2 separate regions of the Mus musculus genome follow, and region 2 is linked to region 1. Evidence: chromatin contacts called from public ChIA-PET data. All regions are on one chromosome and are shown on one strand. The core of a region is the stretch at or near the end of the contact, and the rest is flanking DNA. Distances in the headings are between cores, read along the strand shown.

What was found. ChIA-PET counts read pairs in DNA pulled down with a chosen protein or histone mark.
Region 2: an RNA polymerase II ChIA-PET map of memory CD8 T cells shows a contact between it and region 1, with 996 read pairs. The contact joins the promoter of Zc3h13 here to the enhancer-like site in region 1. A contact is called at or near these places in 1 of 39 promoter capture datasets (macrophages), 4 of 484 Hi-C or Micro-C datasets (CD4 T cells, the MNK3 cell line, natural killer cells and 1 more), 5 of 115 datasets of contacts at active chromatin or transcription factors (the 230-238 cell line, the SCID.adh cell line, intestinal villus epithelium and 2 more) and 2 of 9 other capture datasets (adipose tissue and liver).

What each region holds. Positions count from the first base shown.
Region 1 is chr14:75,177,447-75,180,779 of GRCm38.p6, reverse strand. All of the region lies in intron 2 of Lcp1 (lymphocyte cytosolic protein 1), which reads right to left. Among named protein-coding and RNA genes, the nearest start is that of Gm15628, 42 kb to the right of the region's middle. Within about 2 kb of position 1,754, at least 161 of the 459 cell types and tissues checked have an H3K27ac peak or open chromatin away from gene starts, as enhancers often do. A contact at or near this core is called in the 230-238 cell line, the MNK3 cell line, the SCID.adh cell line and 7 more, where this site is marked.
Region 2 is chr14:75,282,492-75,285,678 of GRCm38.p6, reverse strand. Zc3h13 (zinc finger CCCH type containing 13) reads right to left here and starts at 1,313. Exons shown (of 19, transcript NM_001359875.1): 1 at 1,014-1,313. Cpb2 (carboxypeptidase B2 (plasma)) reads right to left here. Exons shown (of 11, transcript NM_019775.3): 11 at 2,124-2,448. The coding sequence ends at 2,264.

The DNA.
Region 1 (3,333 bases), core at 505-3,004:
AAAACAGCAGGAGATGCCGTCCGTCCGTCTGTCTGTCTGGGAGCACCTCCACTTCAACAGCTAGAGCAAGATTCCCCTAGGTGATGGAGACCTGGTCAGGAGGCAGTGTCTCAGCACTTCAGAAAACCTTCAGTGTTTTGATGTTAGAAGTGCACTGTCATCTAGCAAAACAGGAACCCTTGCAGCTAGCAGAGTCGGCTGACAAATCAGTTATATATTTTGATGGACTCTAAATTCGACTTTTATTTTTGCGTTGCTCAGTACACGAACTGAGTCATCTTATTTCACTGGGTATCTGTGAAGTGGGAAACACCCCCCCTCCACCCCCCTATCAAAAAAAATTCCCGGGGAGAAAATTTACATTAATCTAAACAGTATCATCCTGCTATAACATCTACCATTAGTCATAAAGTCCAATGACTTTATAAAGCTTTTCAGCTCTTCTCAAACATGAGCTAAATGAGGAAATCTCTTAATTTTCTGATTTAGCTTTATTTTGAGATTTGATTGGTACATCCCCTATATGTGCAGAGGGGCCTGCAGTCCTCAGGTGAAAAAAAAAAAAAAAAAAGGAAAAGGCGACTTGAGAATTTTCTAAGAATACAGAGTGATTAAGTAATGTTCCTAACATGTGTACTTGCGTTCACTTCATAAACAAAGGCCTATCTGGGGAATTCAGCTTATGTAAGGATTGCTGGGTAGTATGCCTGTAACTGCATTTAAAATACAATGATGGACTGGTGTCATTTATTTCTGAAGTCTACAGTTACCGTATCATTTCTTATATTTCCCGAAGCCGTTGTCCATTTGGCGCTGTGAGGCTCAAATGAAGACTGGAGCCTTGGAAAAGGAGGGGAGCAAGCTCTGAGGACAATGACTGCCACGTGTCCCCTCAGAGCAGTCGCCACAAGGACTCAGGGAGCATGAAAGTAGGAAGTGAAATCGGAGGCCTTCCTGTTATGTAACGAATTCATTAAAAAAAAAAAAAAAAGTGACAACTATTCATTCCAGTCAATATCTTCAGCAGCCCTGTGCGCCGGCGGAGAGAGGGAACTCCGCTCTATATGTGCGACAGGACAGGGGGGAAAATATTAAGAAGATGCAACGCTGACCTGAAGGCAAAGCCTTAGGCAAACTTCAGTCAGTGGAGGAAGCAAGCTGAGGACCTGCCTTTCCAAGAGGCCCTTGAAAAGTCAGACAATTCAGGGGGAAGATCATTGAAGAAACAGCGAGAAAGAGTGAAACAGCATGGAACTTTCTGGTGGCTTGCGGTCTAGCGCGGCGCCCAGAACCAGAACGTGGGTTGGTAAGACGTGGGAGGGGGAGGGGAGAGGTTCAACAAGAAGGAAGTGGCATGAAAGAAGGCTGAGGAAGTGGGCTGAGGCAAATGCGTGAAGGCACCAAAAATTCTTAGCAAAACTGTTAATGAATCATCCCACCGTTACATGAAATGTGCCAAGGAACCTATTTATGAATATCAAACTCCTTTGGGGTGTCTGGCGATTTTTTTCCTTTCTCTGTCTTGAACACCTGTACACACACACTCTCTCTGTCTCTGCTCTCTCTCTTCTCCTTCACACACACACACACACACACACACACACACACACATTAGGCTTTTCGATGTGTCTCCAGGATGATAGCTTCTCCCAGCATGCTCCACGGAAGGCGGACCCTGCAGCCAGCACAGTCCCGGGGCACCCGAAATCCAGACCAACTCCTGCCCCACCCTGACCCTTGTGCCCTTGGACCTTAGGTAACTTCAGCTCACTCCCGATAGCTCAAGGCACTGGAGAGGATTCCAGGAAGTCATGTGGTTACACAAACTAAGCACTTAAAAGTAACCGCATTGGTGGCAGTCGGCTCTCCAGCTTTACACATTCCATATCCACAAACTCGATTAAGTTCAGATGAAACATTCTAAAAAAAAAGAGTTGGACGTGCACAGCCAGAATACACACTAACATTTTCCTTCTTACCACTCCGCCCCCCCCCTCCGCCCCCCAGGTCGATACAGTACAGGGTTCTACATTTGAGCGGCCTGAGCATGCGCATCTCTGAGGCCCTGCACAGGTCCCCTTCCTGTTCTAGTTTAAACACACGCGCGGGCCACCCTTCTCCAAACGGTTCTGAGGTAGAAGTATCAATCAGGTTAAAACACTGGGATCCTTTTTAATCTAACAGTCCTGACTGTTGCAAGGTACAACATACAAAGGAGACGAAGTTTAAAACACTCCTGCCAGACAGGGACTGCTAACGAAATGTCATCAGAGACCACTGCAAACTGCCACCGTAGAACCTGAGGTCCGGAAGAGCCCTCCCTCCCTCGTGCTGCTACCATGAGTAAGACGCTGTGCTCTGTAGGCAGGCATGGCAGGTGGATGCTTCAGCAAGCCAAACGTGGTTGGCACTAACTCTGCCATATTCAGTGTTATTCCTTCCCAAATGTAAGGGGGAAATGTTGACAAGCCTTCACAGCATTTTTTTTTAAATTACATTCTTATTACTATCTCTGATGAAAATCTTTGGAGTACGTTTTTTTTCCCCCTAGTATTTTCTGGACCTTAAGCCTCTCCTCCGGAGACCCCACTGTTTTTTGGGTTAGTTTTACTTTTTGCCTTGAAACCAGCCAGGCAGATGAGTACTGCAAGTAAAGAAAGATTAATGGCCAGACACCAAAACTTCCAGAAATTCACTCTTCATAGAAAAAAGTGGTGAATTCCATTTAAATTTAGCTATGCAGACATCCTTTTTTAAAAAGTTCATTTAATAGAAGCCAATTACAGTAAATTCTTGGTAAATTTGACCTCAAGGTGTGTGTTGACAAGTCATCACTTTTTTTTTCTTTTTCTTGTTTTGGTTTTTTGTTGTTGTTGTTGTTTGTTTGTTTGTTTGTCTTGCTTCTGATTTTGGTTTTAAGTTGTCCTGCTAGAGTGGTTTCCAACAGTTAGAAACACAGGTTTTCACCATGTGTGCAGGACAGTGTATATGTAACATCAGTCCTGGGCTTGACTGACAGTTCTAAATGAATACAAGCTGAGAGATGGTACAATACTTCGAGGCTATATGCTTCAGTCGCTTAAAAGAATTCCCTGTGTAGACAGGACCTTTCCTCCAAAATGTAGAGACATTCATTTGCATGGCCTTCAGCCTTAACAAATAATCCAGACAGCCCTACAAGAAGTAGCAGAAGCCAGCAACACAATTGCTCTTGTTTTTTGGAGACTGAATGGAGAAGACCTCTCATATTTTGTGTAGTCAGAAAACATGGGCATTAAAAACCTCATTGTCAAAAATCACTCACACTGCCAGGCCACCCTTGGTAACATACGA
Region 2 (3,187 bases), core at 64-2,563, 110 kb before region 1:
GTTGGTATCAACTACATCCTACCAGATGCTCACACTGAAACTCAAGTTTCAGGGCACAACCGTTTGCACAGAAATTGTGACATTCCTACATCAGCTTGCTAAGTCTCCAGATGAAACTGTCATCTGATATAATCTAACTAAGAAGTTGGAGGTTATTTAAAAATTTATACGTCTGTGTTGCGAAATATTGTTGTTTGGATTCTAAAGCTAGTAATGTTAAGTACTACATAGCAAAACTAAGCATATAGGCAGAGCCGCATAGTGATCTGGACTAACTAAATAAACATATCACAGACTTTTAAACCCTTAAATGCCAAACTTAAAGGTCCAACCTTTTCAAATTATTTTTTTTTGAAATTCACAAACCAGGAGAGACTGTGCACGCCCATAACTGAAAGAGTTCAAATTATCTGAAGACTCCTAATAAAACGAATTAACTTAAGATACTGCCTCTCACAAGCAAGATCCTACCAATATCATCCAAGTATTTTCTTCAACTCTGAATACTTTTCCAGCCACATAAATGTCAACCTGCTTAGCAAGTGATACTGCCAGATATATCTTCTCCTTTCGTTCCAGCTTCCCGTTGCCTGGGAGTATAAAGATAAAACAGTACTCCTACACTCCCAATAGTATTTACTGCAGCCGGGAAATAAGCAAGACCAGGAACAATCAAAAGGACTCTCCTTTCTTCAATAGATCTGGAATACGTGAAGAAGGCAACTCTAAATCCAAGAAACACAACTGCTGCATCCTTTCACCACACACAAATGCGACCACCACACCACGGTATCCGAGTCCGCCTGCTTCCTGACACAGACTGCAGAATCACAACTGGAGCAACAGCCAGATCTAACACCAAGAGCCTCTGCAGAGTCAAGGGTGGGATGCTCAAACAGCGTTCAGAAACACAAGCAGCACAGAACAAGGCGAGCGAGGATGGAGGCCACAGCGCAGGACGCCCACACGAGCCGGGTCCAACGCCTCTTCCCATCCGCTCCCCGAACGCTTACCTCCTCTCCAAGCACCCTTGTAAGCGCAGTCTTCAGGACGTCCCTGACGCCTCAGCTCCGGCTGTCCCCGCGCCCGGCCCCGGGAGGACGACCAAGAGGACGTGCACGCGCGGCTCCCAGGGGCCGGCCCTCCTCAAGCGGGGCGGACGCCGGGAACAGGGAGCAGCGGAGCCGCCCGGATCTTCTCCCAGCTCTGGAGAGCTCCGGACACGAGACGAGAGACGCACAGAAGCCACTGCAGAGCAACGCTAAGACCACAACTCTGCCTGGCCGCTACACTGGCAGCATCTAAAAGCCGACGGAAGTCGCGAGTTTGCCCGACTCCTCCGCAGGCAAGGCAGCTTCCGGCCCCCAGATTAGTCGTCATCGAGTAAGCCCCGCCCCTCTCAGACCACGCCCCCTCGCGTCCGACGCGAGGGCAGTGCGGAGTGTGTTCCTGACGCCTGTTTACTAAGGTCTGGGGACACGGAGTCAGCGTGGGAGGACGGAGATTCTCAGTTGACTGAGATTCTGGTTTTCACCGTTTTCCATCGCATAAAGTGCTACTTTGTTTCGGCAGTAACCACCAGCCTGGTGCGTTTCGAAGCTGCAGATTTTGACAACCGCCCGTCCCCCGCCTGGGCCTGAAGCTGGAGCAGAAATGCACGGATTGCGTTTTCAAGAACAAGAGCAGAGACTGATTAAAATTTTAGGGTGCAAACCCTTGAGGTGCTACAGAGTGCCTTTGCTTTTCCTGCTTGGATCCAATGATCTCCGTAGATTTAGGGTAAAAGTTGCTTAGGAGGAGCTGGAGAGATGGCTCCAGCCGTTAAAAGCGGTTGCAGCTCTTTCAGAGACCAGGTTTGACTCCCATCCCCCACGTGACTGCTGACCACCTTCTGTAACCTTCAGTAACAGCGGTTCCCCATTTTCTTCTGGCCTCTGATGGGGGTCCAGCATAAACCTGGTGCTTAAACTCACACCCTCACGCCCCACCACACACACAGTACATCTTAAAACTGCTTAAGATAGCTGTTCATCATAAATCAAGGGACGGTGGGGTGGGACCAGTAGCTAACCTCTTAGAATAAAAATAATAAAAATAAAAATGTTAAAATACACAGGGGGCCATTTTCACTCTTAAGCTCAAAGTAGTGTGCTTTTTATTCTTCAACAAAACCAAGGAAACTGATTCAACTTAGAAGCTAATGCAACAGTTAAGTGTTGCTGAAATCAATAAAATAAAAATAATGAGAGCGGAGGTTAGGGCATTAAGTGTTCCTGATGACATGCCAAACTATTTTAGAGATGGCGGCCAAAGCTTCTGCACAAGTGGGTTTGATGTATCTCTCAGGCAGCAAGAATCCGTATCTGCCTGTATCTCGGAGCTCAATTGTAAACGAATATTTGATGCCCAAATCATAGATCCAATCGTCAGAACCTCCAGGAGCTAGATCTAAAAGAGACACAAAATATATTTATTTCATAGCAACAAACACTTTATTTCATTGTAGAAACGAAAATAGCTTCCTTCTGGATGTTACCTAAATTTCTTATCTGAAAGTTGTAGTCATCTAAAAGAAACCATGTTAAGAAAGAAAACACATGTTGCCCAGAACTCAACAATAATCTGATTAAGGAGTGATAACTGCCAATAACATTTTAGTACATTTTACAGTGCATGTACTTTCTGTCTTAATTTGTAACATTTCTGGAAGTAATTATTGTAACATTACCAAATGTATCATTATTGTGTTTGAATAGACATTATTTTGAGTCATTTTAAGGGATTGCATTGTAAACTATAGTTGATTCAAATAATTTTGTTGATAAATAACTTAGTTTCTTTAGAATGAGCACCATTGTCCATAAATCAATGTTTCCTACTTCAGTAGCTTTTCTAGAGTTAAAGTTCCTTGACTAAAGTGGTGTACCTTTTACAGTTACCACACTTGTCACCAAGTACTAATCAAAAGAATGGAACCTCTCTCCTCCCAGGAGAGTGTCAGCATACCCAACTGGCAGCTTCTGCACCATGGGCAAGAATCTTGCATCCTGTCAGTTTTCTGGGAAGAAGAAGAAGGAGGAGGAGGAGGAGGAGGAGGAGGAGGAGGAGGAGGAGGAGGAGGAGGAGGAGGAGGAAGAAGAAGAAGAAGAAGAAGAAGAAGAAGAAGAAGAAGAAGAAGAAGACGACG